Regions from separate parts of the Sus scrofa genome. Here all the other regions are linked to region 1. The links are chromatin contacts, called in public Hi-C and HiChIP or PLAC-seq maps. All regions are on one chromosome and are shown on one strand. Each heading gives the region's core, a stretch centred on a gene start, on an enhancer-like site or on the middle of the called end of the contact. The rest is flanking DNA. Distances are from core to core; before and after follow the strand shown. Region 1 overlaps RREB1 (ras-responsive element-binding protein 1). Region 2 has its middle 71 kb from the start of LY86. Region 3 overlaps LOC110261765 (a long non-coding RNA gene). Region 4 has its middle 120 kb from the start of LY86. Region 5 has its middle 140 kb from the start of LY86. Region 6 has its middle 170 kb from the start of LY86. Region 7 overlaps LOC110261768 (a long non-coding RNA gene).

Region 1 (3,761 bases), core at 517-3,016:
ACATAAGCCTCTGCTCCTGAAGACTGCCCACTCTCCGGCGGCATCCGCAGGGCCTGCACCTGCTGTGCTCGGGGGCAGATAAAGGCAGGCCCACTGCGGGGGGAGCAAGACAAGCAGGAACCCCCTGCCTCCCCTGCACCTCTGACACCCACACCTGGACGGTTACACACCCCTGCTCTCTGGAGGGTGTGCCGGCGCCCGAGGGGACCTCTTCCGAGGATGGAGGAGTGAGTTAGAAAAGCCTGCTCTGGCTCCTGCCAGGGTCTCTCTCCTGCGTGTCCCTAACATGATATGCGCCCCACGACCCCCTGCACAGCTCCAAAGTCCACAGTTCCTAAGATGAGGAGCAAAATGGATGTTAATTCCCTATTTTATAATTACGATTTTCCAAAGAAAAAGACCCATTTCAGAGATTGGATTCTTTCCAAATGAGATCCCTTTCAATCCTTTCAAGTATCATCACTTCTTCACAGCTCTGCCGTCTGGCACTTTCTGGAAAGTTGTGCAAACTGCAAAGCTCAGTGCCCTTTTTCCTACACTGCACGCTCCCAGAGGGCGGGCCCTGGCTCAGTTTCCCAGGTTTGTTTTGGAAGACAAGCACGGCTCAATCCAAACTTTCAACATGGGAGCAGACTGATAAGGAGTTCTGGGAAGTTAAAAGCCGGAGCCACGGGGATGTTTCCATGATACGTGTTTTGCACTGTGATGGCAGCCTATTATTCTGCTCAGGAACTAGGCTATTTAGAAAGGTTTGGGATAAAGGATTTTCAAACCTCAAAAACATGAGAATCTGCAGACAGGGATGTGGCAACTTGAAAAACTATACCGGATATGATACTAAATTGAGACGGTCTCTCCTCCAAACTTTTTCAAAATAAGCTGGAACTGGCATCACTCTAAGTCTCCCTATTTACCAAATATACAATTCCTTTTTATTTTTTTACATTTGTAAAGTTTTGGTGGCATTTTATTTACTGATTTACAAAGTGGTGATAATTTCTGCTGCACAACAAAGTGATTCTGTTACACTTTACACTTGCTTGCATGTATTTATTCATTTATTTATTTTTGTCTTCTTAGGCCTGCACGTGTGGCATGTGGAAGTTCCAGGGCTAGGGGTCAAACTGGAGCCGTAGCTGCTGGCCTACACCAAAGCCACAGTAACTTGGGATCCAAGCCTTGCCTAAAACCTACACAACGGCTCATGGCAACGCCGGATCCCTAACCCACTGAGCGAGGCCAGGGATGGAGTCCATGTACCCATGGATCCTAGTCAGGTTTCGTTCATCGCTGAGCCAGGATGGCAACTCCCCACACTTGCCTTCGAACGAAGTTTTAAACTCTGTGTGCAGTGTAGGTAATGGGCTTATTAATGCTACACTGCAACTATCAACGTGACCACACGTAATTTGATCTGCTACCTGATTCTGTGAAATGTTTTTTTTTTAAATAAATATGACGGTTCTACTGGTTGACGGTCCTCTCATAAAACGACAGTGAAGGAAACACTACAGAAGGACTGATTAGCCTCATAAACAAAGACAACAAATGAACTCTCATAAAATGACTCGTGGCCAAAGGAGAGAGAGTTGCTTTATAAAGTGGGTAGCTGCAACGAGTATCTCCTCATCAGCTAGGAATAACTGGAAATGGAGAAGGATGCAGCTCTCGAGGTCCACACTGTGAGATGCATAGTGAAGCCCTCTAGGGGTTAAAGCAACCAAAATCTGGGGTGGAGTCCAGATCTGCCTCCTCCAGCACGCCGCTGGGCAGTAAACACGGGCAAGGCGGGGCTCAGCCAGGAAACTTGAGTGCGTGCACACATACGCAGGCACACGGCACTTGGGCTCGTGTAGATGACCTTGAGAACGGGGTGAGCCGGGGGCTGAGGGCAGGGGCACTGGACCAGCCTTGTGCGATTAGGCCTCGGAGAACCCGACCTACAAGTCCACACTACAGGGACTCACATCACAGAGGGGTCCTGCAGCCCTGAGGGGAGGGACTGACACTCAGCACAGAGTCCTGTCACAGGTAAGGGGGCCCAGGGCAGGTGACAGTGAAGGCAGAACAGGGCCCTAGGGGTAGGTGCCCAGCCCTGGCCATCGGCTCCCGGCTCAAGAGTCCCAGCTGCTGCCACAGATCTTGAAAGCAGCAGCAGCAGCAGCAGAAGGAAAATGAGACACAGAACTTCTTGGTTTTGAGCAGCAAACACACAGTCCACTGACTTCCTTTCACGCCTAGAAAAATCAAACAAGGATGCAGCTACTCCAGACTCGGGCCCTCACTCTTCTTTTTAATTCCTGCACACACATCCCAGCGGGGCTCTGGCCCCTGATTAATGTAACACAGGTATTTGCTCAGGAGAGATCACAGCTCACCACTGGAGTATCAGATTCTGGAACAGATCCACCAGGACAAATAAATCTAACTCTACTCTCTCTGGCACATTTTTGTAAGTGTTTTCACATTTTTATACACATTTCTTTCCAAAAGCACAGTTTCACCAACAAGGGAAGGTGGTGCTGATTGCGACTGAGGACTGAAAACCAAGTGCTCTTTTAACGCATTGTTTGCGATTTTCTACAGAGAAGATGAAATAAAGGCAGTGTGATCAACTCAAATATTCTAAATAAAGTTTTGATGTTTAAATTACCAGTTTAATCTAGGAAAGAACAAAGGGAAAAATAACTTCTTCATTCATTTTCTGGCATTATATGACTGTTCAGCCGTTACACCTTCCCTCAGTGGCACAAAGAACAACGACATTAATGACCATTTATTTAAATTTATTTCTAAGTCCTAGTTAACTAACCATTATCTTATGTGCTTGGCATGTGTTAAATCATGAATCCCCTGCAATGTTCCAATTGGCACAGTAGCACCGCCTTCTACAGATGAAGTGACCAAGACACAGGGAGGTCAATGAACCTGCCAGGGTCACACAGCTCGGAGTGCTCACCTCTCGAAGGTGATCACAGGGGTGCCTTCAGCTCTGAAAGCACCAACTCAGAAAGACCCCCGACCCAGCACACTTCCATGGTACCCTACAAGCCTTCAAAATGCTCCCACAAACACTCACTGCGTTTGAGCACAAGTTCTGAATGAGGTTTTGCTATGCCCTGTTGGTAAAGCAGAGAAAACTGGAGATTTCCGAAAAGTTCTACAGAACTGGGACTAGAACTCGGCCCCCCAACGATTAGCCCCCTCCTTCAAATCAAGATGACTCACAATAAATGAAATCAGCACAAAATCCAAAATTAGCACAAATGAACACCCTAAGGCCTGCTTTAACAATACTTGTAGGAGCTCCCATTGTGGCTCAGCAGGTTTAGAACCCAACCAGTATGTGTGAGGGCACGAGGACGTGGGTTCGATCCCTGGCCTCACTCAGTGGGTTGGTTAAGTATGTGGTGCTGCAAGCTACAGTGTATGTAGGCTGGCAGCTGCAGCTCCAATTTGACCCCTAGCCTAGGAACTTTAAGGGCTTCAGGTGCGGCCCTTAAAAAACAAACTTGTCAACAGCAATTTACCAAAAACTCCAATATGCACTGTTCATAAATGAGAAACATATCTTAGGGTACTATCAAGAGTTGTGCTATAAAAAATTCAAGGTCATTTCTGTTTATCCATGACCACACTCAGCAGACCCACGGGCAGCGCGGCTGAGAACGGCTACCTGTGAACATCACACTCTACAGTGACACGCAACTGTTTCGAAAGACGGCAGAGCTGAAAGAGTGCTTTTTTCTAATATGCAAAGT
Region 2 (3,761 bases), core at 681-3,180, 410 kb after region 1:
CTTGGTTTACAAGATTGTGGTCATTTCTGCTGTGCAATAAAGTGATTCAGTTATACATGGACACACACCCATTCTTTTTCACTGGGTGGTTCTTATTTTATTTTATTTTTGTCTTGTTAGGGCCGCACCTGTGGCGTATGGAAGTTCCTAGGCTAGGGGTTGAATCAGAACAGTAACGGCCGGCCGACACCACAGCCAGAGCAATGCAGGATCCGAGCCTCATCTGCAGCCTACGCCACAGCGCACGGCAACACCGGCTCCTTAATCCACGGAGCGAGGCCAGGGATGGAACCCGCATCCTCATGGTTCCCAGTCGGATTCGTTACTGCTGAGCCACGACCAGAACTCCCTCACCGGGTGTATTTTTGGTTAAGATTTTTAAATCATGGTTTTTGCCTCAAATAAATAAATACATGAAAAAATATAAATAGGCAAACAATCTATAAACAGATGAAATGTATAAATAAAGGAAATAAATATAAAGCGAAATTAAAATGTTTGCCTTGTGAAATGTGCTGTTTGGAGAACAAATATTCACTTGCTCCAAGGTCGCTCGGCTTAGATAAAAACCTTTAAATTCAAAAGCCTAAAACAAACAAAAAACAAACAAACAAACAAAACTCCAAAAAACCCCCCAAAACAAAAAACAAACAAACAAAACAAAAGCCTGGCCTGTCTGCTCTCACACTGACTAACTCGTGCTTAGGGACACGCACGACCTTAAGCAACCTTGATTGTACCCTGCGGACTTATTTATTAATCTATTTAAACAGAAAAACTTAATGTTATCATTGGCGTTGCAGGTGTATTTATTTATACTATCTTTCCTTTTGGAAAAACACTGTGATCATGTAACCTGTCACCTTTAAGGGACTCCCCACAGGCTCACAGGGGGGAGTACAGGTTGTATCTGGGCACGAGGAAGAGTTAATCTATTCTGGCTTGAAGCGCAGTGGAGTTTGGTTTTGTCCCAGGTTTGGCGGTAACAAATGCCTTCCAGAAAACAGACTCTTCGTTTTGGTGCCATATTCTTTCAGTCCTGGCACAGCCATGGAGCCACTGTGTCTAGGCTGGTTGACGTTCCCAGGCCAGGGGGAGATGGCATTTTCTTTTCCTTTTGTGGCTGCACCTGCCACATATGGAGGTTCCCAAGCTAGGGGTCGAGTTGGAGCTACAGCTGCCGGCCTACACCACAGCCACAGCAACGCCAGATCTGGGCTGTGTCTTTGACCTATGCCAGAGCTCACGGCAACGCCGGATCCTTAACCCACTGAGCGAGGCCAGGGAGCGAGCCTGCACCCTCACGGATACTGGTCAGGTTCTTAACCCACTGAGCCACGACAGGAACTCTAAAATGGCATTTTTAAGAAAGCAGAACGCAGATGCCTCCTGGTTTATGGACACCTGCCCCCACCTAAAACCAGCCCGCATCTGGGGTTCGGCGTCTGTGGGCCTTTTGCACAAACACACCTCCCCCTCCAAGCTTAAGCCCAGATGCTCAGGGGCCCCTGGTGGGGGGGGGGAGCCCAGAGCTTCCTCCCAAGTGCATGCTCCCCCACTGCTGAGCTCACAGCCACTGTCCCCACCCCCACCCAGGGGGTCTTGAAGGAGGAAGGTTTCACGCTTTGCAGCTGGGTGGCTCCCCTGTGTCAAACCTTTGAATGGTGTCCCCCTGCCTTCGAGGGAAATCAAAATCCTAAGTGGCTCCCCAAATCCGGCCTGGCCTCTGTGTGCCCCCCCAGCTCCCTCTCCATTCCCCCGCCCATCTTGTCACTCCCCCCACCCCAAATCTGACCTCAGTCCAGTCTCCCCCTTCCCCCAACGTGTCAGGCTTTTCCCTGGATCCCTGGTCTCTGCGCAAAATGCCCAGAGTGGGTTTGACTGGCTTTCAGGGAGTCCTGCGAACGTACTGTCCAAACTTCCTTGTTTTGATGGGAAAACACATTCCAGACCAACTTTCCAAACCACATCCGGGGCTGAGGGAGCCGTGAGCCAGGGCCTCCCAGGCTCTGTCACACGAACCCAGTTACACTGGGAGAGTCTGGGCCTGGCGGTTGCCTCCTGCCTCCTGCCTCCTGGGAGACCCTCTTGCAGAGCTTTGGAAGCTCAGACACAGAAGGCTGACCCATCTGGTGCCCCCGTTCAGTCAGGAAGGCATTTGGAATCGATCTGGGCAAAGGCTGAGCTCCAGGGCAGCTGTAAATAGTGCAGATTCTCCCCAGAAGCTGCGAGAAGAGCAAGCAGGCCCCGCAGCAGCCGCCAGGGTCGCCTGGGGCCGGAGCCGGCTCCTGCTCAGGGGCCAGCAGGTGGGAAGTGGTGTTTATGGCAGTGGCTTTTCCTCCAGTGGCTCCTATGAGTTCCCACCTTCTCTCGAACCTTGCAGGAGACCTTTCCTTTCCTGGCTTCCAGTGCGTGCTAGAGCTGAGGCTCGGTCTCCGAGTCGGAAGCCATAGAGGCAAGCATCTCCAGTCACTCATCCCACTCAGCAGGTGACTCTTTTTGGCTGCAGGGGAAGCAGCGGCCTGCTGGGGTAAGCCCTGGATGGTGGACCAGAGTCAAGGGCATCCCAGGTGTACAGACTCCCGGGGGGCGGGGACTGCACCCCCGCTGGACACTCTGGACCATTTTCAGGCAGATGGAAAAGAGAAAACCTCCAGGGGCATCTTGCTGGAAGCAAAGATGTGGCTCTAGGCAGACCTGGTGGGTGTGTGTAGGATGGAGGAGGAGCCGCGTGTGTGTGTGTGTGTGTGTGTGTGTGTGTGCTGGTTCTTTACAGAACCATGGGTGTGACAAGCCCAGGACTCGCTCAGCCTCTGCTGGTGAGTTTTCTCTGTTGTGTGGCCACTCCCTGGGCTGAGTGTCTGTAACCAGTTTCCCAAACGCTCAAGCCCTGTCCTAGGGACTTAACTGTCTGACCTCATTTCTCAGCCCTGGCCCCGCCCACGGTCCGGACTTTGCCCCTGCTTAACACCCCAGGAAACAGAGGCTTATGCTGCTTCTCCGAATCCTCAGGCCAGGTCCCTCTGTTGCCACAGCCCACGAGATCTTCCGCCGTCTTTTGTCTGGGCAGGGACTTGACGGAGCTGGGGGCCGTGTCCCCTGCAAGCCTGCAGTGGATGGAGGAGCCTAAGGGCCATTTCTGTTCTTCTCAATATGTTTTGAGCCACACAGTGAAAGTGGCTGGAGGCTGGGGTTTGGGGACGGGGGGGGACTCCTCTATCTTCTTTCCAGGATCACGTCCACATTCCGTCCGTCTGTGCTCTCACCCCGACTACAGTCTTTGACCCTTGGGGTCAGGTCTGGACTCTAAACAGCTTCCGCAAGCCTCCAGAGCCTACCGCTGTCTGAGCAGGGCCCTAGTCCTGTCTCTGAGAAGGTGGCAAAAATCCATTTCAATCAAACACATCCTGGGAAAGCCCATCAGACCTGTGCTTGCAAGAGGAAGACACGTGGGCATTGCTGCTGGAAAAAACCTTGTCTGAGTGGCTCAGGGCTCGGCCACAGCGCTGCTCCCTCAACCCCACCGCCTCCCAGCTTCTTGTTATTTCCTGCGGAATCCTCCAGCATGCTCAGGCTTCCTGGAGCTGGGATCCGTCTGGCAGCCCCGCTGAGTCCTTCCCCCGACCCCCAGGGCCCATCTGATAAGATAGGGGGCTTCAGTGTGTGTGGGGGGGCGGTGCTTACTCTGCTCCCCCAATGCACAGCTGCCTCCTGCTGCTGGGATGCTACTGACAGAGGGTCTGGCTGTAACGAAGAGAGTC
Region 3 (3,761 bases), core at 356-2,855, 400 kb after region 1:
GGCTTTTCAGCCCCGCTGCCCACCGTCTCTGCCCCTTGCTCTTAGGGGATGCTTGTTAAGTTAGTGATGCTCTGATGGGGGCTTGGGTGTGGCCATGGGGTCTGAATATTAAGGCTTGAACTCCAGGCTTGCTTTGCCAGCCCTAGAGGTAAACACGCTATCCATCAATTTAAAATTAAACCATAAATCTTCAAGAAAACATTTGAGCTTAAGTAGAAGGCTGAATACATTACTCCAGGGGAGCACAGAAAAGTACAAAGAAGTTAAAACCTCTTTCAGCATCTTTTTCATTAATTTTTCACTAGTTATTATTATGGTCATATTCCCTCCCACTGGAAAGGGGTATTTTCTACATTACTTCCTAAGAAGATGCCTCCCCCCCCAGGCAACTCAGTCCTAACATGCTCTTATTCCTTTTTTATTTTTTGCCTTTTTAGGGATGCACCCGCGGCATAGGGAGGGTCCCAGGCTGGCTAGGGGTTGAATCGGAGCTGCAGCGGCTGGCCTATGCCACAGTCACAGCAATGCCAGATCTGAGCCACGTCTGCAACTGCAGATCACGGCCATGCTGGATCCTTAACCCACCGAGTGAGGCCAGGGATCGAACCTGCGTCCTCATAGATACTAGTCAGATTCGTTACTGCTGAGCCACAATGGGAACTCCCTATGCTCTTCTTTATTCACAACTCCTGAGCCAAGACATGGCTCAGCAAAGTGCCTCTTGGCAGATCAAGGGCAAAAATAAGACCTGAGAGGGGGCTTGGTGGCCCTGGACCCCAGAAGTCGCTGGAGCTGCTGTGGCTGGGTCAGGAGAAGTGGACACCGACTGTCCCACCCCAACCCCTTCTTACATGAGCAACAGCTATGAGCCCCTTCCTGCTCCCCCCACTGCCAGGCCGCACTCTCTCAGTGTGGGCACGTCCCTGGGGCGGGGGGCTCCCGTCTTTGTGACTTTGTGAGCTCAGAGGAGGAGTCAAGGACCCGCAGTGAGTGAAGGCAGCATTCTTTGGCGACACGCTGCTTTCTGACCCCCGGTGGGTTCCCGGTAGAGGATTCTGGGAGAGTCCTGATGAGGATACAGCAGGCTGCCCACCTCAAGGGACAGATGTGCCCTGCCGTGTGGTGTTCGGTGGGGAGCCCCTCGGAGTCCCCCTCTGCTTGTGATGGCAGCGAATGCAAGCACAGGGCCCGCAGAGCCCCAGTGCCGGCTGTGCGCCTGTACGCCAGAGGTCTGCCTCGGTTTTTGTTGTTGTTGTTGTCTTTTTAGGGCTGCACTTGTGGCATATGGAGGTTCCCAGGCTAGGGGTCCAATCGGAGCTACAGCTGCCAGCCTGCACCAGAGCTCACAGCAACACTGGATCCTTAACCCACTGAGCGAGGCCAGGGATCAAACCCGCCTCCTCTAGGGTACTAGTCGGATTCGTTTCCGCAGAGCCACGACAGGAACTCCTGCCTTGGCTTGTTTTTGAAGAGGGGACATCGCTAGCCTCTAACTGGGTGCTTCTTTGCCTCTCCCAGGGCTGGTATCTTTCTCTCCGAGCCTGTCCAGGTCACAGGTCACTTGGGAGCATCTGGAATGGGCTGGGCTGGACCTCGTGGGGTGACAGTCCTCACCACTCTCTTAAGAGCTGGGAGATTTGGAACTGGTGGCAACTGGTAAAGTTTTCAGGGGTTGGTAACCAGCTGGTGCCCCAGGTTCTGGGATCAGCTTTCTTCAGCTCTTTGACATTTGGCGTCAGAGGCGTCAGGAAGCTGGCACAGGAGAGGAAAGAACCTTGCCTGCCTGGTCACAGATGCCACCAAATGGACAGCTTTGAAAGACTCAGCCAGAGTTCCCTGGTGGTGCAGCAGGTTAAGGGCCTGGCATTGCCACTGTGTGGCTTGGACTGCTGCTGCAACTCAGGTTCCGTCCCTGACCTGGGAATTATTGTATGCCATGGGTGAAGCCAAAAAAAAAAAAAAAAAAGAGGAAAGGAAAAGAAAGATTTGGTCAACAGTCCAGAGGGTCCCACGGAATAGCCCTGGGACAGCTTTCAGAGCAAAACCTCTCCTTCCCCGACTGCTTAGCATCTGCCTGGATGTTGGCCAGAACCCATGAGCATGGCGTTCCCATCGTGGCGCAGCAGAAGTGAATCTGACTAGGAACCTGAGGTTGCAGATTCGATCCCTGAACTCACTCAGTGGGTTAAGGATCTGGTGTTGCCGCGAGCTGTGGTGTAGGTCACGGATGCAACTCGGATCTGGCATTGCTGTGGCTGTGGCGTAGTCCAGCAGCTGTAGCTCCAATTGGACCTCTAGCCTGGGAACCTCCACATGCTGGAGTGTGGCCTTAAAAGGACAAAGGACAAAATAAATAAATAAATAAATAAAAGCACCCATGAGCACCACAGTGCCGAGATGCTTGGGTTGACGCTGGTGGCCGTAGCAACGGACAGAGAGACCTGGTCCCTGATAAGATCCAGGCAGGGAGGGGAGGCCAGGGCGGAGAGGTGTAGGTGGGCTCGCTGGAGAGTGGAGCCCCCTTCCTGCTTAGATGGAGCCCCAGGGGGGTCCATTACAGGTGCCGACTGTGGTCAGACGCCGAGGAGCAGGTGCAGCTCAAGCCCAGAGCTTGTTAGACACTCAGGCAATAGTCAACCCCTGGGCTCCATCAAATAGGAGATTGGCTGCCACAGTCCTGACCATGGGCCGCTGACCTACTATGTGCCCAGCCTCGTGGAAATATATACATGGAGGATTTTTCTGGAAAGAGAGTGGGTGATATCTCTCCCGCCAGCTCTTCAGGAAGGCTCGCCCTCACCCTGCCGAGAAGGAGACAGGCCGGACCCCGCCCCGCCCAACCCCGTGGAGAGGGGAGGGCTGCGTGTGGGAAGCCTGCTGTTGAAGCACCGGGCTCCGTGCAAAGCTGTGAGCGCTCATCCCTTCCCGGGACCTCTCTGTGCCTCAGTTTTCTCATCCAGGAAATGGGGCCAGGGAGGTGATCTAGGGGCCTCTCCAGTCCTGCATGCCCGTGTGTCTGGGGCGGTGGAGTAAAAGTTTACGAGGCACCTTTACTGGTTTGTTTTCCTCTTTCTCCTTCCGTTTCCTGGAAGCCGTCAGCTGGAGGTGGGACGAGCTTTCCAAATGGACAGGTTTCTTGTCCTGCCTTCGCTCCCTCCCTCCTGCCTGCCTTTCGTCCTAAGCTTGCAAGTGTCACGCTAAGGTAGGCAATTGTAAAAAGTCATTTAAGCCGGCCTCCATCCTCCTTAAGGGCCAGATTCTCGGCTCCTCCTCCCAGCCCCTCCCTCTGTGGCTGGCAGGTCACCCGTCAGAATTCTCAGTGGTCTCCCCGTGCTTCTTCGGTGCCAGGGAGCTTCAGCCCAGCCCTGGCCTGGCAGCATCTGAAATTGTTTATTGGCGGCAGTAATTCTCAACCCAGGAAAAAAAACAAAACAAAAACCAAAACAAAAAACCAGTGCCTGGAGATTTTAGTGCAAATGGTCTTCACTGGGATTTTTTTTTTTTTTTTTTTTTTTTTTTTGGTCTTTTAGGGCTGCACCTGCAGCATATGGAGGTTCCCAGGCTAGGGGTCGAATTGGAGCTATAGCTGCCGGCCTACACCACAGCCACAGCCACGCCAGATCCGAGCTGCGTCTGTGACCTACACCACAGCTCACGGCACTGCTGGATCCCCAACTCACTGAGCGCAGCCAGGGATTGAATGTGCAACCTCATGGATCCTAGTCGGGTTTGTGACCGCTGCGCCACGATGGGAACTCCTT
Region 4 (3,761 bases), core at 340-2,839, 370 kb after region 1:
GGCGTCTCGGGACTGGCTGGGCAGGTTCGATCCCCCCGCCAGGCACAGTTTAGGTGGAGACTGGCCTGGGAACTCCACATGCCGCAGGGCAGCCAAAAAAGAAAAACAGAAGGTTGGCTATAATAGACGAGAGCAGTAAATGGAAGTGAAAAAAACTGTTTTCAAGCTTCTGGGGCGGGGGGGGGGGGGCGCAGTGGAGAGGGAGGGGCAGAGAGGAGTAGCGGGGTCAGTGAGGGACTGAAGCCCTTAAGTCACCTGCCTTTGATGCTTGCTGGGTGCTTCTGCCTTTCAAACAGAAGGGATGCCCACGGCATTGGGTGCCTGCCCATGACGGGCGTCTGTAGGCTTGGTTTGTGTTATTCTGATGAAGTTTGAGTCTAGGTCAGTGTGTCCACTTTGGTCACATTATTAGAATCCCCCAGGGAGCTTTTCAACCTCCCTTATGTCCAGGCTCACCTCGCAGGCTCATTACATCAGAATCTCTATGTTGGAATCCAGGCATGGGGGGGGGGTTTAAAGTCCCCCCACCAGCCAGGCCAGAGCACAGCCCCCGAGGGATCAGGGTCTCTGCTGGAGGTCAATGGGGGGGGGGGTCAAGGGAGTAAACTCTGGGAGCAGAGGCCACTCACCAGTGCTGGCGGCAGCAGCATGAGGCCCTCCCGAGGTGGGTGATGCTGCGGTTCCCGTGCCGACTGTCTGCTTGGCTCCATGCTTACCTCCGCAGAACCACCTGCTGGATTTCAGGTTTGAGGGCAGCAGGTGGTAGAGGCTTTAACTTCCATGCCTCCATTTCACCATCTGAAAAATGGACGTAACGGCACCGCCTTCTGGGATCCAGTGCAGTTCTGGGCACACAGCTTCGGGCAGCTCATAAAAGTCACCATTCGCATCTGCACATAACCCTCCTAGGGTGCGAGTTGGGGCAGCAGTGAGTGAGAAGGATAGATGCGCACTGTACAGACGAGCTTGTTCAACAGGCCGTGAGGACTCTGGAGGGATTTCGGTCTGCGGGGATCTGCTTTTGGAGTCCTGGAGACGGGGGCGGGGGGAGGGGGAGCAGGAGATCTGGCCACTCGGGCCGTCCTCACAGGGCCCCGGTGCACTGTCCTGCTTGGACTTTGTTGCTTTCCATCTTTTCTGGAACATTCCGGCCAGCGCACAGCTTAGGGAGCAGGTGATGAAAGATTAGGGCTCCCATTACCCGGGCTGATGGAGTGGTATCTAGTAAGCGGGACAGGGAGAGCCAGAAGCCTGGTTCTCATCCTCCCTGCTGGTCAATTACCTGACTGGCTACGGTCAGTCGGCATGAGTGACAAGGGGCACATTTTTCTAACTGGCTCCCGCAGGGCCTCGCCATCAGCTGAGAAGCAAGCCTCTGCCGTGAGGTGGGGCTCTGGGCTAGCCACGCGGAACAGGAGATACTTATTGGAGCGGCTTCTTATCTCTGGTGTGCCTTCCTCCAGGGGACCTGTAGTCATTACGGGAACCCTTACTTTGCTAAGTCCCGGCCAGCGACGGCGGTGTGCGACTCTCACTGGCGGCCATCTTGCCCACAGAGACTACAAGTCCCAGCATTCATCGCGCGCGTCCCGGCCACGCCCCCTGCGAGCGGGGAGGCCCGGGCCAGCCCTCGCCGCCCTGGTAGATGTCCTTCCGTAAGTCAGGCGAGCTCGCAGCCTGCCACCCCGGCCTCAACTTGGGTACACGCTTTGTTTCAGTGCAGCGGTGGCGGCCCGTTGGTCCCCGCGGTTTCTTTACCCCGTGATGAGCCAGGAAAAGCAGATCTGCGGCAGAGAGCTGCCCCAGGGCTCATTCATTCCACCATCCACCAGAACACTGGCAAGACGGAGGGTTTTGTCAGATGGGAGCTGGGGTAGTGAATAAAAAAAGTGAAACCAGATGTTCTTCCCTCTGGTTGCTTCATATCCACGCAGGGGCTTGGAGGAGGAGGCCGTAAAAATGTCACAGCCCTTGATTCCTGAGGCCAGATTTACGCTCTGTGTAACCTTCCACCATAAATCCCCCACCTCGCTGGAGCGTCGGCTTCTGAAGGGGCAGAGCCCAGCTGCAGCGGTGACCAGAGGCTGCAGAGGATGCAGAGTGGACGAGGCGGGGGAGCACGGGGGCAGGGAGCCTGGCTGGGAATCAGCGGTTGCTTTTCAAGAATTTTCAAGTGGGCAAAAGATGTTCCAGGATTGACTTGGAGTTTGGCCTTCTTGGGAGATAAGCCAGGCTCTATTTTGCATTTTAGCCTGAAAGGGAACATGATTGCTCTTTGGAAAGTACTGGTAGAAGCAAGAGAACTCAGTAAGGACGGAACCCAGAGAAGCAGGGTTGGTCCAAGTGCCCCTAGGAGGAAGGAGAGGTGGACACTGCCCCAGGAGGGGGCATCCTCCAGAAGCTGGAATGTGCCCTCAGAGCTGCGGGAAGGGGAAGCCCTGGGACTCTGGCTTTGCAAGGACCGTCCTATCTGCCATGGGGGGATGGGCCTGTGGGGGTGGGTCACGAAGGAAGCAACAGCTTAGGAGGCTCTGACCAAAGTCCAGGCAAGTGATGACGGTGGCTTGGTCCAGGTGGAAGCCACAAACACGGAGAATGGAGACTGGGCTCAGATGGGAAGAAGCAAGGATGCCTCCCAGTTTCTGGTGAGCGGCTGAGTAGACAGTGGTGACGCCACTGAAACGGAAGCCTAGAGGAGCTTCAGGTCTGTTGAGGGGATTAAGACTTGGGTTTAGACACATTTAGAAATGCTTATAGAGAATTCCCATTGTGGCTCAGTGGGTTAAGAGCAAAGAACTGGTATCCATGAGAATGCAGGTTCCGTCCTTGGCCTTTGCTCAGTGGGTTAAGGATCTGGTGTTGCCGTGAGCTGTGGTGTAGGTTGCAGATGCGGCCCAGGTCCCCTGTGGCTGTGGCTGTGGTGTAGGCTGGCAGCTGCAGCTCCAGCTGGACCCCTAGCCTGGGAACTTCCATATGCCACAAGTGCGGCCCTAAAAAGAGAAAATAAAGAAGAAACACTTAGAGACACCTCCAGGGATGCTTTAGTGACCTGGTGGGGGTGGGGTCTAGAGATGGGAAGAGAAGCGGGGGCTGGGCTCTTCGTTATGGAAGATACTTAAGAAGATAGGCGTGAAGCTCCTGCTCAGGCCACAGCTGCCCTGTACTAGTGATGCCCTGTACTAGCGAGTGTGGTCACCTCCTGACCTTTGTATAGCTGCCAGCCAGTGCCAGGGGGCCTTGGGTCATGGCTGCAGACACACGGGTGACAGTCCTCCCACCTGCAGTTGGCGTCTCTCCATCTTCCCAGCTGGGCTCATGAGGCCGCCACGATTTCACTGCAGGCCTTCCTGGTAGCTGCCGGCCTCTGGTGGCCCTTCCCACGTGACAGGAAACCTCCTTACCAGCCTGACCCCAGACCAGCGGCAGTCTCCCCAAGTTCTCCATTTCTGTCTTTTTTGCATCATCTGGCTCGAATGTTCTGCTCTCTTAATATGTCTCCAGCTTGTTGACATTTTTACAGTGGGCATAACCTTATTGTTTCATTATTAGTCATTAAATAGGAATGATTTGCTTTTTCGTTTGGGCCATGTGGCTAAGAGTGTTGCACTAGTTTCTAGCACCTTCTAAACGGCCAAGTTCCGATAGCTTGAAACAATGCTTCTAGGAATGTGTCTAAACAGCTGGTGGTCAGGATGCCAGTCAGAGATGCCCACTTGCAAGGAGGCAGGTGGCACCAAACCCTGCTGTTCATGCTTATGGTG
Region 5 (3,761 bases), core at 705-3,204, 350 kb after region 1:
AGCACTGACTCAGGGTCTTTTGCCTGTGGGGAAACTAAGTCATAGGTGGTCCCCACTGACTTCCCTGGAGCCACCTGCAGAAGAAGAAACAAAACCAGAACTCTCTTGAAACATCAGCTCTTGTTGGGCTTGGCAAACATCGAATTGAGATTTTTAGAGTCAGGAACAGGTGAGAACATTTTTATGGTACACAACGTGTTTTTTAATCTTGACAGTTTTCTTTAATTACGTGTTTGGGATGTGAGCTGCGGGAACCTTGCAGTCTGACTTGGCAGGGGCGTCACGGAGCCTCTTGTTGTTCCTCTTTGCTTTGTTTTCATGTCGCTTTTATGCTTCTTGACTTATTCGCCTTAAGCTTTAGGTTCCTGGGGTTTAAGGTCAGACCAGAGGCAGAGCTTCCACAGGTTCCGCAGGCCTTACAACCAGAGGTCTGGGTTTTCCAGAAGTTCTACGAAAGTCGGCACAGCTTTCTTGGGGCCGGCCTCGCCTTGGTGATGAAGCAGCAAAACCTGAGCCAAAGGCGAGCTGGGCAGAGGGTGACTTTGCTAAAGCCGATGCTGCTTTCTCACTGTGGACGTGAGTGCCCAGGCCCCCAAACCACAGAGGACCCCATGGACAGAGACCGCCTACCAGCTCCCCTGAGTGTCTTTTCCACTCCAGTTTCCCCCGCCTAACACTGGGAAGCCAAAGTCATTTATTCCTGGGCAAAACAAAAACAAACAAACAAAAAACTCATTAAAAATGCTTTTCCTGGAGTTCCCTGGCAGCCTAGCAGGTTAAGGGTCTGGTGTTGTCACTGCAGTGGCTCCGGTTGCTGGTGTGATAGGGGTTCAATCCCTGAGCCAGGAACTTCCGAGGGATCATGGCCACGGCCAAGAAAAAAAAATGCTTTTCCTGTCAAAGAAATAAGAACCATTATTCTTTAGGAAGCTGACTTTTACACTTTGTGAAAAAGTCAAAGTCATACCAGCACTGGATTCTTTCCTTTTGAGCCATCAAACTCCTAGAGCAGGTGTTTAGATCTGAGGGACGACGGTCAGGAGCCTCGCCCGCCCATGGGCAGTTGACCTGCCTCTGGTGTACTATTTACGTTCAGGTAAACAATGCCTTTTCATTTTTCCACTGTCGGCAGGATAGTCCAAGGATCAGATCACCCTAAACGGTGATCTGGCACATGATTGGCCGCAGAGGACGAACTCACGTGTCGTGCTTTTTTTCCCGGAGGCAGCGGTAATGAGGAGGATTAGAATAGGGTTGGGTTAAATTCAGCTTCCGCTATAGATAGCCCAAAGATTTCGTGGGATAGGCTTGTAAAAATCCATTTGTTGTTTATCTGAAAATCTCATTTAATTGGGCACCCTGTACTTTTAAAATTTGCTAGATCTGGTTGGCTAGTCGGGTTAGAGCTGGAAAGTCTTCACTGGACAGCATCCTAGCATCCTGCATCCTGAGAGATTCCCAGCATGCTCTCTGTTCCATTTTGTTTGGCTTGCACCTCTAGATGAGCCCGCGGTTCTTGTGGCTGCTGCCTCCGTCCCCATGAGAAAGACGGAAAAATGAGTTTGTAAGGATCTCTCTGATCCTCAGTGAATACCTTATATGAATGAAGTTATCACTTTAAATGAACCCCGTCAGCGGCCCTTGTTACCTCAACTCCTAACATCTGCCTTCAGGCCATGAGGGCCGGGGGGCGGAAGGGTGGCAGAGGGTGGGAGGGGAAAATCTGGAAGATGCAATGATTAGACCCACTCTCCCCTCCGCTGTTCTAGAATAGCTCTAGCGGCAAAGAAGAAACGCGGCATCGCCGAGGGATATCTTCTGCTCTGAGCGATGCTTCTGCTCCTGGCAAAGTTTTCAATGTGCTTCCTTCCCGGGTGTCCCGGTCTATTGTTTTCAGCTGGGCTCCGCACGGAGCTGGAGCGCTGAGTCTCCTTCTATAAACTGACCCCTGGTGGTTGCTATAGCAACTGCAAAGGGAGCGCCCTGAGCTGGGTAAACAAGGCTGATTCCCAGGGCTGGGCCGGGGGAGTCCCGTGTGCCTGAGAAGGGGTTTCTGGGGCGAGTCGGAAAGGCTGCAGGACAGCCCCCCTCATTCCCTCCCCGCCCACTGCCCCACCCCTCTCGCTCCCCCTCCCCCCTCCCTCCCTCCTCCCTCCTTCCTCGCCTTCCCTTTGCCCTCTCCCCTCCCACCAGACCAGGATGTGGGAGGGAAGCGTGCAGGGGCCTGCCTTTGACGCCGGGGAGCTGAACACCGTACCCCTGAAACGACATCTAAACGTTCCCCTAGAGCCCTAGGCTAGAGATGTGCCAATCTGACCCTGACAAACCAACCACCTGTGTCGCTGCCACACCTGCTTCAGGCCCGAGCTGCCGTGGGTGATGCGGGCCGGGGCTTCGCGGCCTCGGCGGCGCTCTGGGGTAATCCCGCAGGCGGAACCCGAGACAGAAGCGCAAGGTTTCTGAGGCCTGCGTGGCTCGCCTGAGGCTTTTTCCTGTTTTGGAAGGAATGATGGCGAAAGACATGTGGTACCTAAGAGGGCTGTGCCTCTGACCCTCAACACAGACACACGCAGCACACATCTGCACACACGTGCATGCACATGCAACACACATGCACACACACGTACACCCATACACACCCACACAAACAATACACACATGTACACATGTACACAGAGATACATAGTAACATATACATGCATACATATACATGTACACACATGCACACATGAATACACATGTACACACACAAGTACCTACACGCATATGAACACAATACACATGCATACACACGCACACATACGCATGAATACACTCACATGCAGACACATCAATACATAATACAGGTGTGTACACAAACATACACACTTCCATATACATCCATAATATATAGGCAGGTATATACATATTCATATACATGCAAACGCACATACACCTGCTGGCAGGAAGCCTTCCGCATGTAACAGCAGAGGGTGTATCTTCAGTTTTCTCTGGTTAGTTCTCTCCTGCCCTCATCCAGTTGAAAGTTTTGTATGTTAATATGAACTCTGTGGCGCATCTCACACCACGACTTGCCTGGAGGCCTCCTAAAAAGTTCCTCCACACGGATGGATTGAGGGGAAATCTGGATTTTATATTTTTCACAGGCCAGTACAGGTTTTCATTTTTTTCTATAAAAATCAGTATTTCTGGAGTTCCCATTGTGGCTCAGTGGTTAACAAATCCGACTAGGAACCATGAGGTTGCGGGTTCGATCTGTGACCTCGCTCAGTGGGTTAAGGATCCTGCGTTGCTGTGGCTGTGGTGTAGGCCGGCGGCTACAGGTCTGATGTGACCCCTAGCCTGGGAACCTCCATATGCCACGGGTGTGGCCTGAGAAAGACAAAAAAAGACAAAAAAAATTCAATATTTCTCAATTTCCCTGATGGGAAGTCTAGTATAAAGAACTATATTTACTTTTATAAGAATTGTTTTTATGGGATTCTTAATTTTCTAAAGTGTTCACACAATAGAATCTATTATTTCATTAGCTCCTTATAGTGAGCTCCAGAATCATATAGGGAAATTGATTGTACCTCTAATCAGTTCTTCAGATGAGGAAACTGATATATGAGAGATTAGATATGACTATATTACAGGGATATTAGCGCTTAAAACTTTGGATATAAAAGAAATTATCAAGGTCTGAGTTGGCAGTATTACTAAGGTGTCTTTCTGTATTTATATGACTCTAGATAGTAAAGAAAGTTTACATAAGCTAT
Region 6 (3,761 bases), core at 769-3,268, 320 kb after region 1:
CGTTCTCCTTAGCAGCAGCCTGGGGTCCTGGGGCATCGGCGCATGTCCAGTGTCCAGGGGCTGGAGCCTGGGGTCACGTCCCCGGGCAGCTGACTGCCCATGCAGTGCATGGCCACGCCACCAGAGTGGGGGCCGCTCCTGGGGGACCTGGCGGAAGACAGGGCGCACTGGGGCCCTGTTGGGTGGTGTGACCTTGGGGACCTCTGTCCTGCAGCCTCCAGAGCCCGCCCCGTCGGATTGGCTGCTGCCCTGACTTGCTAATCGGAGCCTCCGCAGGGCTGGTCGGGCAGCCGCTGAGCCGGGCCTGCGCTGTTTTTTCTCAGCCGTTAACATGTCCCAGCTCTTCTTCAATGTCAAAGTGTTTTCCCAGGAGCGCCAGGGGTAGCATTTCCCCGCCCGCCTTATCAGCCTTAGCAACCAGAAGCCCGGCTTCCAGGAAAGCAGCCACTCGATCCAACCTCGCGAAACCCATTCCCCAGCGCATCCAGGCCAGGGCTGTCAGCCCCAGCGCTGGGCAGCAGCAGGCTTTTAGCTGCGGCCACGTGACTTCAGGTCCAATGGGCCAGATTTCCCCCCCCTCCCCGGGCGCCGTCTCACCGCCCGGCTGCTCCCCCATGTCCAGAGTGGTGGGAATGCTTGGGGCTGTGGCGGAGGGGGGGACCTAATTCCCTATGTTTCTGAAAATATCCCAGGCCCGGCTGCCCTGACTGCTTCCCTGGGCAGAGGCCGCATGGCTTGGGCTCCAGGAAGGCCACCTGCTTGCTGAGTGGCCGGCTGGGTGGCCCTGGGAACACTCCCCTGCCGTGGGGGGGCCTCGCTGCGGCTCTGCTCCCCACCTCCTGTGAGGCGCTTGGGGAAAAATAGCTGTGACGCTGACATGCCATTGTCAGGCACTTCTGGGGCCTGGCAACGTCTGCAGTTGGTGGGGTGGTGCTTTGGTGGAGCTGCGGAAAAGCAGGGCTGTGTCTTGTGATGGGAAGAGGCTCTTTTCCTAACCATATAAGTCTTCCCGAGAGAACCAATACAGAACGCGGTCACTCTGGCTGGGCCGTCTTTCCACAGCCGCCCGGGAGCCCTCTGGCCCCGCTCACCGCATCTCCTGTTTCATTTTCCATGTCCTCTCGGGTTGGTAACTCAAGGAGCATCTGTGGCTCAGGAACAGCTGACGGCCCGGCAGCTCCCAGCAGCGGCTCCTGGGGATGGGGCGCGGGGCGCTGGCTGGCAGGGGCGCTCATGATGCCCTGTCCCCAGGGCCGTGAGTCACTGGCAAGTGAAGGATGAAGGCCTGGGGGGTGGGGCCTCGGTGCCCAACCCAGGGGATGTGGCCTCGCGAGATGAGTAATGAGACCTGAGCGAGCGTTTCTCACGGGAGGCTCCCGCCGGCGGCCCTCCCGTCACACCCTCCTCCGCCGCCCACGTGGCTGAATCCGGGAGCTGGAAGGAGCGGTGCAAAGCCTTCCCACCCCAGCCCTGTACTTTCCAGGTGAAAAAACGAAGATGCAGAGGAGAAGTGACTTGACCCAGGTCGGGGTAGAGCGGCGTGTGAACCCAGAGCCGTTAGTCTATACACCAGAAAGCTCGGGGGCTGCCAGCTCCTCCCCGCCCCCGGGTGTGTTTCCCTTGTGCCCAGGAGGTGAGTGCACCCCTGGGGCAGGTGGAGAGGTGAGCTGGAAGGTTCAAGGCGTGGAAACCCAGGACGGCATCTCTCCAGGCTGGTCCCTGCACCCCTAGCTCTGCCGGCCCCTCCCCCTGCACCCCCAGGCCTCTCCCAAAGGTGATGGCTTTTCCTCCTGACTCAAACTAAATCCCCACCCCGTAGCCTGGGGGAAGAACAGGTGGAGTCCCAGATTAGGGCGCCTGGGAAGACCACGGAGGGCCGCCCCCTGCCTCCAGCTGTTCTTTATTGAGCGCCCGCAGTGAAGGGAGCCAGGAGAGGCCTGGGAGCAGAGCAAGGCAGGGGGAGTGGCGGCAGGCTGGGGCTGGTGGCTGAACCGCAGAGGCAGCCAGGAGGTCCTCAGGCTCTGGCTCCTCCTGTCGCCAAGCCCTGGAGTGGAAACTTCTGGAACGGCCCTGAAGGTGACAGTGTGGGCAAGGCCGCTCCCGCAGGGGGCTGGGGTACCTTCCCTCAGAGCTCTGGAATGCACACATGTGTTTATCTGCAGAGCGTTCCCCCCCCCCCCCCCCGCCCCTCCCACTCTGTGCACCCCTGCTCTCTCCCCGGGCTCACATGCCTTGGGCATTCAATAAACATTAAAAAATAGCAACATCCGAGCCACTGACCTTCATGTAAAGGCTTTGAGACCACGGTTCCTCTTCCGTGGGGCCAGACAGGCAGGGCCTGGGAGGGGAAGCCAGGAACACACCCTGGGCCCCGGCAGCGGGGCAGCAGGATCCAGGTGTGGCTTGGACTTTGCTCTGACCCCAGCTGGGTTCAGAGGTCACCATAAGTGAGATGGGGGCCCCTGATGTTCTATAGGAGATGCTGGGTTGTGTGCCCTCTACCAACCAAAGGACAATGCCTGCCCACCTCACCCCATGCCTGTAGACATCACGGGGGGAACAGGTGCGCTGGCCATCAGCCTTTCAGACCCTGCGCTGAGGCCCCGAGGCCGGGACGCTTCTGTCACTTCTTTTCTTGGCCTGCCCATCCCTGCCTCCCTCACCGAGAACCTTCCACCATTGATCAGCTGAGACTTCCTTGTCTGGTGGTGAGGAACGGAGGGTCTGGGGTTTTCCAGCCGGTCTGAGTCTTAACATCCGGATCGCTTCCTTTGACACAGAAATTATGCCGCCTTTACCCGCAAGGCCTGGTCAGCGGAGTCCAGGCAAAGTCTTCTGAGCCAGCTGGCTCCTTCTTCTTTTTCTTCTTCCCCAAGACTGGGAGAGGGTGAACTCGCAGAGGGGAGGGGGCCTGAGGGTCTGGACCCGAAAAGCAAGGTTCTGTCACTGCATTAGCCTCCCCCGCCCCGAACCGGCTGGACAGATGAGGCTCTGAGGCTCTGTGAGCAGCGGGGGCTGCGGCTGGCAGTGGGTGGGGTTGCCCCCGGGGGCCGATGGTTCGGGGCCCAGAGCCCCTCCAGGGCCTGACGGTGACATCTGAGAGGCTCACAGGGCGACGGGCACTGCTGGAGGAGTGCTCCGTGCGTTTGATCCTTTTCTTGTGAGGTCTATGCCCATCTTACAGATGAGGAAACTGAGGCTCAGAGAAGTTAAGTAGCTTCCCCAAAAGGGTCACTTTGGTTTCTGAGCCACTTCTGAGGTCCTGGATGTCATGAATGACTGGGCTGACCAGCCGTCCCATTTGCCAGGGACTCTCCCAGCCTGAGCAATGAAACTGCCCCGGGAAAGCCCTTAGTCTTGGGCAAACCTGGGGGGCTGGTCACTGGCTCACACGCTTGTCCGTTTCTCCCTCTTTCTTTCCTGTGGCACATCTAGCGCTGCTCATCTTCACAGCAACACACGGTTAACTTGGACTATTCCCTTGGGAAAGGCGGGGAGGGGCCACGGGGCTGGGGGAGAGCAGACCCTGAGCCCCGGCTTCTCTGAGGGGGACACAGAGAGGCGGTCTGAGCACAGAGCTGGAAAGGCAACGGGTGCCCATCAAACGGCCACTCTTGTTGTCAGCCTGACACGGTGTGGAGGCAGAAGGGGTCAGGACAGCAGCGTGACAGCAAACCAGGGGACTCCGGGCGGTGGGGGGAGCGCCCGCGTGGAAACCTCCCCTTGCTGAGCTCCTGCCAGGCAGCGTTTCCACCCTTGGC
Region 7 (3,761 bases), core at 930-3,429, 290 kb after region 1:
GCCTGGGCCCCCAGTCTGTGCGGCCGGGCTCTGGGGTGGTGAGTGCGCCTGGCTGGTCCTGGGCCCCTCTACCCACCTGCGCCTGACCCCGCATCCTGCCGCTTCTGGGCCCCCTCCGGCCCTGCCTCATTCCTGCAGGTGTGGGAAGGACCTGAGGTGGGTTCCGGGAAAGGGCGTTGACTCAGTGCCTCCCCGTGGCAGCGGGCCCACTCCTGCCTCCAGCACAGATGGCTGGCAGGGGGCGGGGGAGGGGGGACTTGCTGTGTGTGCCCCGCAGAAGGCTGGGGGCGGCTTGGCAGACCCGCGGGGGAGGGCACCCAACCCCTTAACAAAGGCGGCAGGCAGCCGCGCCAGGCAGCCAGCGCGCCCCTGGGTGCTGCTCCCTCCTACAGGGACAGCAGTTCACACCCACCCTCCCGGCAGGGCGCCCGGCCCTCCAGGCCTCCACCTGGGACGTCCTTCCGCCGCCGCTTCTCCAGCCCAGGTCCCCCATCGCCTCCCATGCTGTGCCCTAGCTAAGTGTTACCTCTCTGCCTCACCGGGAGGCTGCAAGCTCCCCTGAGACCAGGATTTTGCATCCATCCCCTGGACCACTGCTTCCCAGGTGCCTGCTGCCCGGGGGGAGAGCTGAGAGCACGGACGGCGGGCAGCCCCAGTGACATCACTGGACAGGCTCCCCGCCGGCTTCCTCGCTTCTGCTTTCACTTCCTACCATCCATGCCTCGCAGGCCCCCAGAGCGCAACACAAATCCCTTTACTTCCCTGCTTAGACCCCCTCGCGGCTTCTGGTCATGGTTCCATTAGAACCCACTCTCCTTTCCACGCCTATGAGGATCTGTGAGCTCCCTCAGGGGGTCTCGGGCAGCTCTCTGCTCTCACCTCCTGCCCCACCATCGCATCAGCCTCCAAACCTGGCCCCCACCGCCCGCAGGCTTTGGCCCCTTCCTCCCCCTGGGCTGCTCGGCTCAGAACCGCCACACTGGGGCCTTTCTTCGCATCACCTGAGCACTCCAGGCCTATGACCTCTCTCGACCCCAACGTCCCCGCTCGGCTTTAGTTTTGCCTAACGTGCTAGGCTATTGCTATTCCAGTACCCAGGCATTTTTCACCTGTTTTTATCATCCTCCTTCTCTCGAATGTGGAAGTTCCTTGGGACTTAACTGGCCTGCTTGGTGTTTTACCTCCAGCGCGAGACTGGGGCTGGCACCCAGGAGGACCTCAACCCGTATTTGTTGAATGGATGACTCGATGGACAAAGGATTTGGTTTGGAGTTTGTAGAATCTATCCTTCGATTCTGGTCCTGGTATCAATGCTTTTCTCCCCGGCTCGCTCCCTTGGAAGAGGTAGAGGCTTTTGAAATGTTCAGCAAGCCGAACACACGTTTCTCAGTCCTGAAGGTTGGTGAGGGTGTCAGGGATTGAACCTTGGTGGTACTCGCTGGCCTTCACAGCGGCCCTTCAGGGTGTCGGGGGGAACACTGCATGGTTACAGAGAGCCTTCAGGGAAATTCACCGCTGATGTTAGCCTGGGAATAACCCTCACTGCTCTTTTTCTTACAGTGCAGATACCACTCGAAGGGGCTTCAAAATACTCTTTAGAGTCCAGACAGTAATACGACATGGGTTTGTCTTAGGTTATTTGTCAGAAAGTACCAAGTCTGGGCAGGTGAGTTTTTTTGGATAATAAAGCATCAGTCTCCTTAGTCCTGAAATTTAAACACAAAAATGAAAGTCTTTTTGCCAGAAGCCTGTCAGAGGGCAGGCTATTTATCTGCACCTACATGTCCGGTGAACTCTCCTTGAGGTGGTCTGGGGAAAGGAAGGGGCTCGCTGCCAGAATTAGAACAGAGAAAATGACTCCCAGACTCTCCTGTCTGGGTCCTTTCTCTCTCGTTTTTCTTTTTCTTCCTTCCTCTTTTCCTCACCTGTGACATGGAAATTCAAAAAGTTTCTCCCAGGTTTGTTGCTTTGCAAAGTCTCAAAGGGAAAAGCAAACAGACTTGTGTCCTGTTAGCAGGTGCTGTGTCTGACATATGTTCACATAAACCATCAGTCACACTGATAGACCCCTTAGGAGGACACCCAGGAACTGACTTTCCAGGTCCCAGCCAGCACAGTTCTTCCTGATTTTTGCAGAACTCTTTATGCTTAGATAATATAAAGAAGATTTTTACCGTGTGTCCTTTAAACACATTGCCCAGTCACCACACACAGGGAGATGGAATTATTGCATCATCAAGAGAGAGGTTCTTTGGCCTAACAAAGAAACCATTTTCGTTGCTGTCTCTAGAAGCTTCCAAAAGAATTTTTGAAATGAGCTCAAGGTGCCAGCAGTCTGCCTCTGTCTCAGGAGGACAGCTTCCTTTGAAGATGACTAAGGGTACCTGCTTTCCTTGTACTTGAAAGACTCTGTACCTTCTATCAGTGATAATTCAGTTGCAACTGGCATGAAGCCTGATCTAAATAGGCTTAGCAAAACGGAATATGCCGGCTGGTGTAACCAAGGAGTCCAGAGTACACGGGGTGTGGCTTGAGGTGAGATTGTATTCAAGCCTCAGGTGATAGAGCCCAGCCCTGGTGTGACTTCTTTTCTGAGTCAGGGCTCTCCCTTTGCAGGACGGCTGCCAGCTGCTCTCAAGGTGTGTGTGTGTGTGGGGGGGGGAATGCTGGATTCAAAAAGCGAAGATGATTGGCTTACGATTCCCAAGCAAAGCCTCAGAGCCTCTGATTGGGCCAACAGCCTGCCCCTGAACCAATCATACGGCCAGGAGAGTGTATCATCTACTGATTGGCTAACCCAGGTCATACGATCCACTCCCTGCCAGCTGCCTCTACCCAAAGCCAGTGGGCTGAGAATGGGGCAGCAGGTGATCTGTAGGGATCTGGGGATGGTTATAGGAGAAAGGAGTTGCTGGACAGCCAAGCTGCAGATCTCTGCTGTGGACTAGCTGCATTTGCACAGACAAGACAGACTAGAGGAAGTGGTGGGGCATGAATAATTTCCAAGGATTCCTGCAGATATCGTTATGCTTTCTTTGGGGAATGATTTAGCCAGAAGTAGAAGTTTTCCAAATGGCATGTCATTAAAATCACCAGGAGTTTTGGATTCTAGAGATTTGTGGTGGGACCCACTGAGTATGTTAACTATGATCGATCATCTGGTCATTTTTAAAGATGATCCTGGGTGATTTTAAGGTCAGATGGAGTTGGGAGCCTTACCGTGCCCCTCTCTTCTTGGCAGGGCGGGCTCCAGCAGAGGGCTGACCCAGGCCAGTGGCTCTGCGCCTGCACCTGTGCCCCCACTGCCTGCAGGGTCAGGGCCAGACCTCTCAGCCTCCTGAGTGCCGGACTCAAGTGGCCTTTCCAGCTCATCTCTTACTCTTTCTCTGTATGTACTTTAAGACATTAAAAAAAATTTTAATTGTTAAAAGTTTTTAAAAACCTTTAAATGTTTAAAAATTATTATTATTATTTTTTACCTCTACATGTCTTTTTTTTTTTTTTTGGTCAGACGAGATTAGTCCCTTCTCTAAAAGTGCTCTCGCTTCCTTCCCACATTTCTGTCCTTGCCTATGCCATGTTCTTCTGAAATCCCTCCTCTTTTACCTGATAAAATTCTAGCCATTACTGAAAAGTCACCTTCAACTCACCCCCTCTCTGAAGTCTCCTCTGATCACCCAAGAGAAGCGACCTCCTTCTTTCTCTGCCCTGCGTCCAGACCCCGGATGCTCTGCCCTGTCCTCTCCTGTTTCTGGGTGGGC

Evidence for each region. A called contact is a pair of places that touch in the nucleus more often than the background predicts. HiChIP or PLAC-seq counts read pairs in DNA pulled down with a chosen protein or histone mark.
Region 2: a contact with region 1 is called in a Hi-C map of liver, with 3 times the contacts expected there. The contact joins two enhancer-like sites. A contact is called at or near these places in 1 of 47 Hi-C or Micro-C datasets (liver) and 1 of 2 datasets of contacts at active chromatin or transcription factors (alveolar macrophages).
Region 3: an H3K27ac HiChIP or PLAC-seq map of skeletal muscle shows a contact between it and region 1. The contact joins two enhancer-like sites. A contact is called at or near these places in 1 of 47 Hi-C or Micro-C datasets (liver) and 2 of 2 datasets of contacts at active chromatin or transcription factors (alveolar macrophages and skeletal muscle).
Region 4: a contact with region 1 is called in an H3K27ac HiChIP or PLAC-seq map of skeletal muscle. The contact joins two enhancer-like sites. A contact is called at or near these places in 1 of 47 Hi-C or Micro-C datasets (skeletal muscle) and 2 of 2 datasets of contacts at active chromatin or transcription factors (alveolar macrophages and skeletal muscle).
Region 5: an H3K27ac HiChIP or PLAC-seq map of skeletal muscle shows a contact between it and region 1. The contact joins two enhancer-like sites. A contact is called at or near these places in 2 of 2 datasets of contacts at active chromatin or transcription factors (alveolar macrophages and skeletal muscle).
Region 6: a contact with region 1 is called in an H3K27ac HiChIP or PLAC-seq map of skeletal muscle. The contact joins two enhancer-like sites. A contact is called at or near these places in 2 of 47 Hi-C or Micro-C datasets (liver and skeletal muscle) and 1 of 2 datasets of contacts at active chromatin or transcription factors (skeletal muscle).
Region 7: a contact with region 1 is called in a Hi-C map of liver, with 4 times the contacts expected there. The contact joins two enhancer-like sites. A contact is called at or near these places in 2 of 47 Hi-C or Micro-C datasets (both in liver) and 1 of 2 datasets of contacts at active chromatin or transcription factors (alveolar macrophages).

What each region holds. Positions count from the first base shown.
Region 1 is chr7:4,590,501-4,594,261 of Sscrofa11.1, reverse strand. The region is part of intron 6 of RREB1 (ras-responsive element-binding protein 1); the gene reads right to left. Among named protein-coding and RNA genes, the nearest start is that of RREB1, 80 kb to the right of the region's middle. Within about 2 kb of position 1,766, at least 17 of the 83 cell types and tissues checked have an H3K27ac peak or open chromatin away from gene starts, as enhancers often do. A contact at or near this core is called in liver and skeletal muscle, where this site is marked.
Region 2 is chr7:4,176,805-4,180,565 of Sscrofa11.1, reverse strand. No RefSeq gene overlaps it. Among named protein-coding and RNA genes, the nearest start is that of LY86, 71 kb to the right of the region's middle. Within about 2 kb of position 1,930, at least 39 of the 83 cell types and tissues checked have an H3K27ac peak or open chromatin away from gene starts, as enhancers often do. A contact at or near this core is called in liver, where this site is marked.
Region 3 is chr7:4,194,270-4,198,030 of Sscrofa11.1, reverse strand. All of the region lies in intron 2 of LOC110261765 (a long non-coding RNA gene), which reads right to left. Among named protein-coding and RNA genes, the nearest start is that of LY86, 88 kb to the right of the region's middle. Within about 2 kb of position 1,605, at least 3 of the 83 cell types and tissues checked have an H3K27ac peak or open chromatin away from gene starts, as enhancers often do. A contact at or near this core is called in skeletal muscle, where this site is marked.
Region 4 is chr7:4,224,854-4,228,614 of Sscrofa11.1, reverse strand. No RefSeq gene overlaps it. Among named protein-coding and RNA genes, the nearest start is that of LY86, 120 kb to the right of the region's middle. Within about 2 kb of position 1,589, at least 66 of the 83 cell types and tissues checked have an H3K27ac peak or open chromatin away from gene starts, as enhancers often do. A contact at or near this core is called in skeletal muscle, where this site is marked.
Region 5 is chr7:4,244,689-4,248,449 of Sscrofa11.1, reverse strand. No RefSeq gene overlaps it. Among named protein-coding and RNA genes, the nearest start is that of LY86, 140 kb to the right of the region's middle. Within about 2 kb of position 1,954, at least 16 of the 83 cell types and tissues checked have an H3K27ac peak or open chromatin away from gene starts, as enhancers often do. A contact at or near this core is called in skeletal muscle, where this site is marked.
Region 6 is chr7:4,271,383-4,275,143 of Sscrofa11.1, reverse strand. No RefSeq gene overlaps it. Among named protein-coding and RNA genes, the nearest start is that of LY86, 170 kb to the right of the region's middle. Within about 2 kb of position 2,018, at least 44 of the 83 cell types and tissues checked have an H3K27ac peak or open chromatin away from gene starts, as enhancers often do. A contact at or near this core is called in skeletal muscle, where this site is marked.
Region 7 is chr7:4,298,414-4,302,174 of Sscrofa11.1, reverse strand. It overlaps LOC110261768 (a long non-coding RNA gene), which reads right to left. Exons shown (of 4, transcript XR_002346278.1): 4 at 1-3,761. Among named protein-coding and RNA genes, the nearest start is that of LY86, 190 kb to the right of the region's middle. Within about 2 kb of position 2,179, at least 12 of the 83 cell types and tissues checked have an H3K27ac peak or open chromatin away from gene starts, as enhancers often do. A contact at or near this core is called in liver, where this site is marked.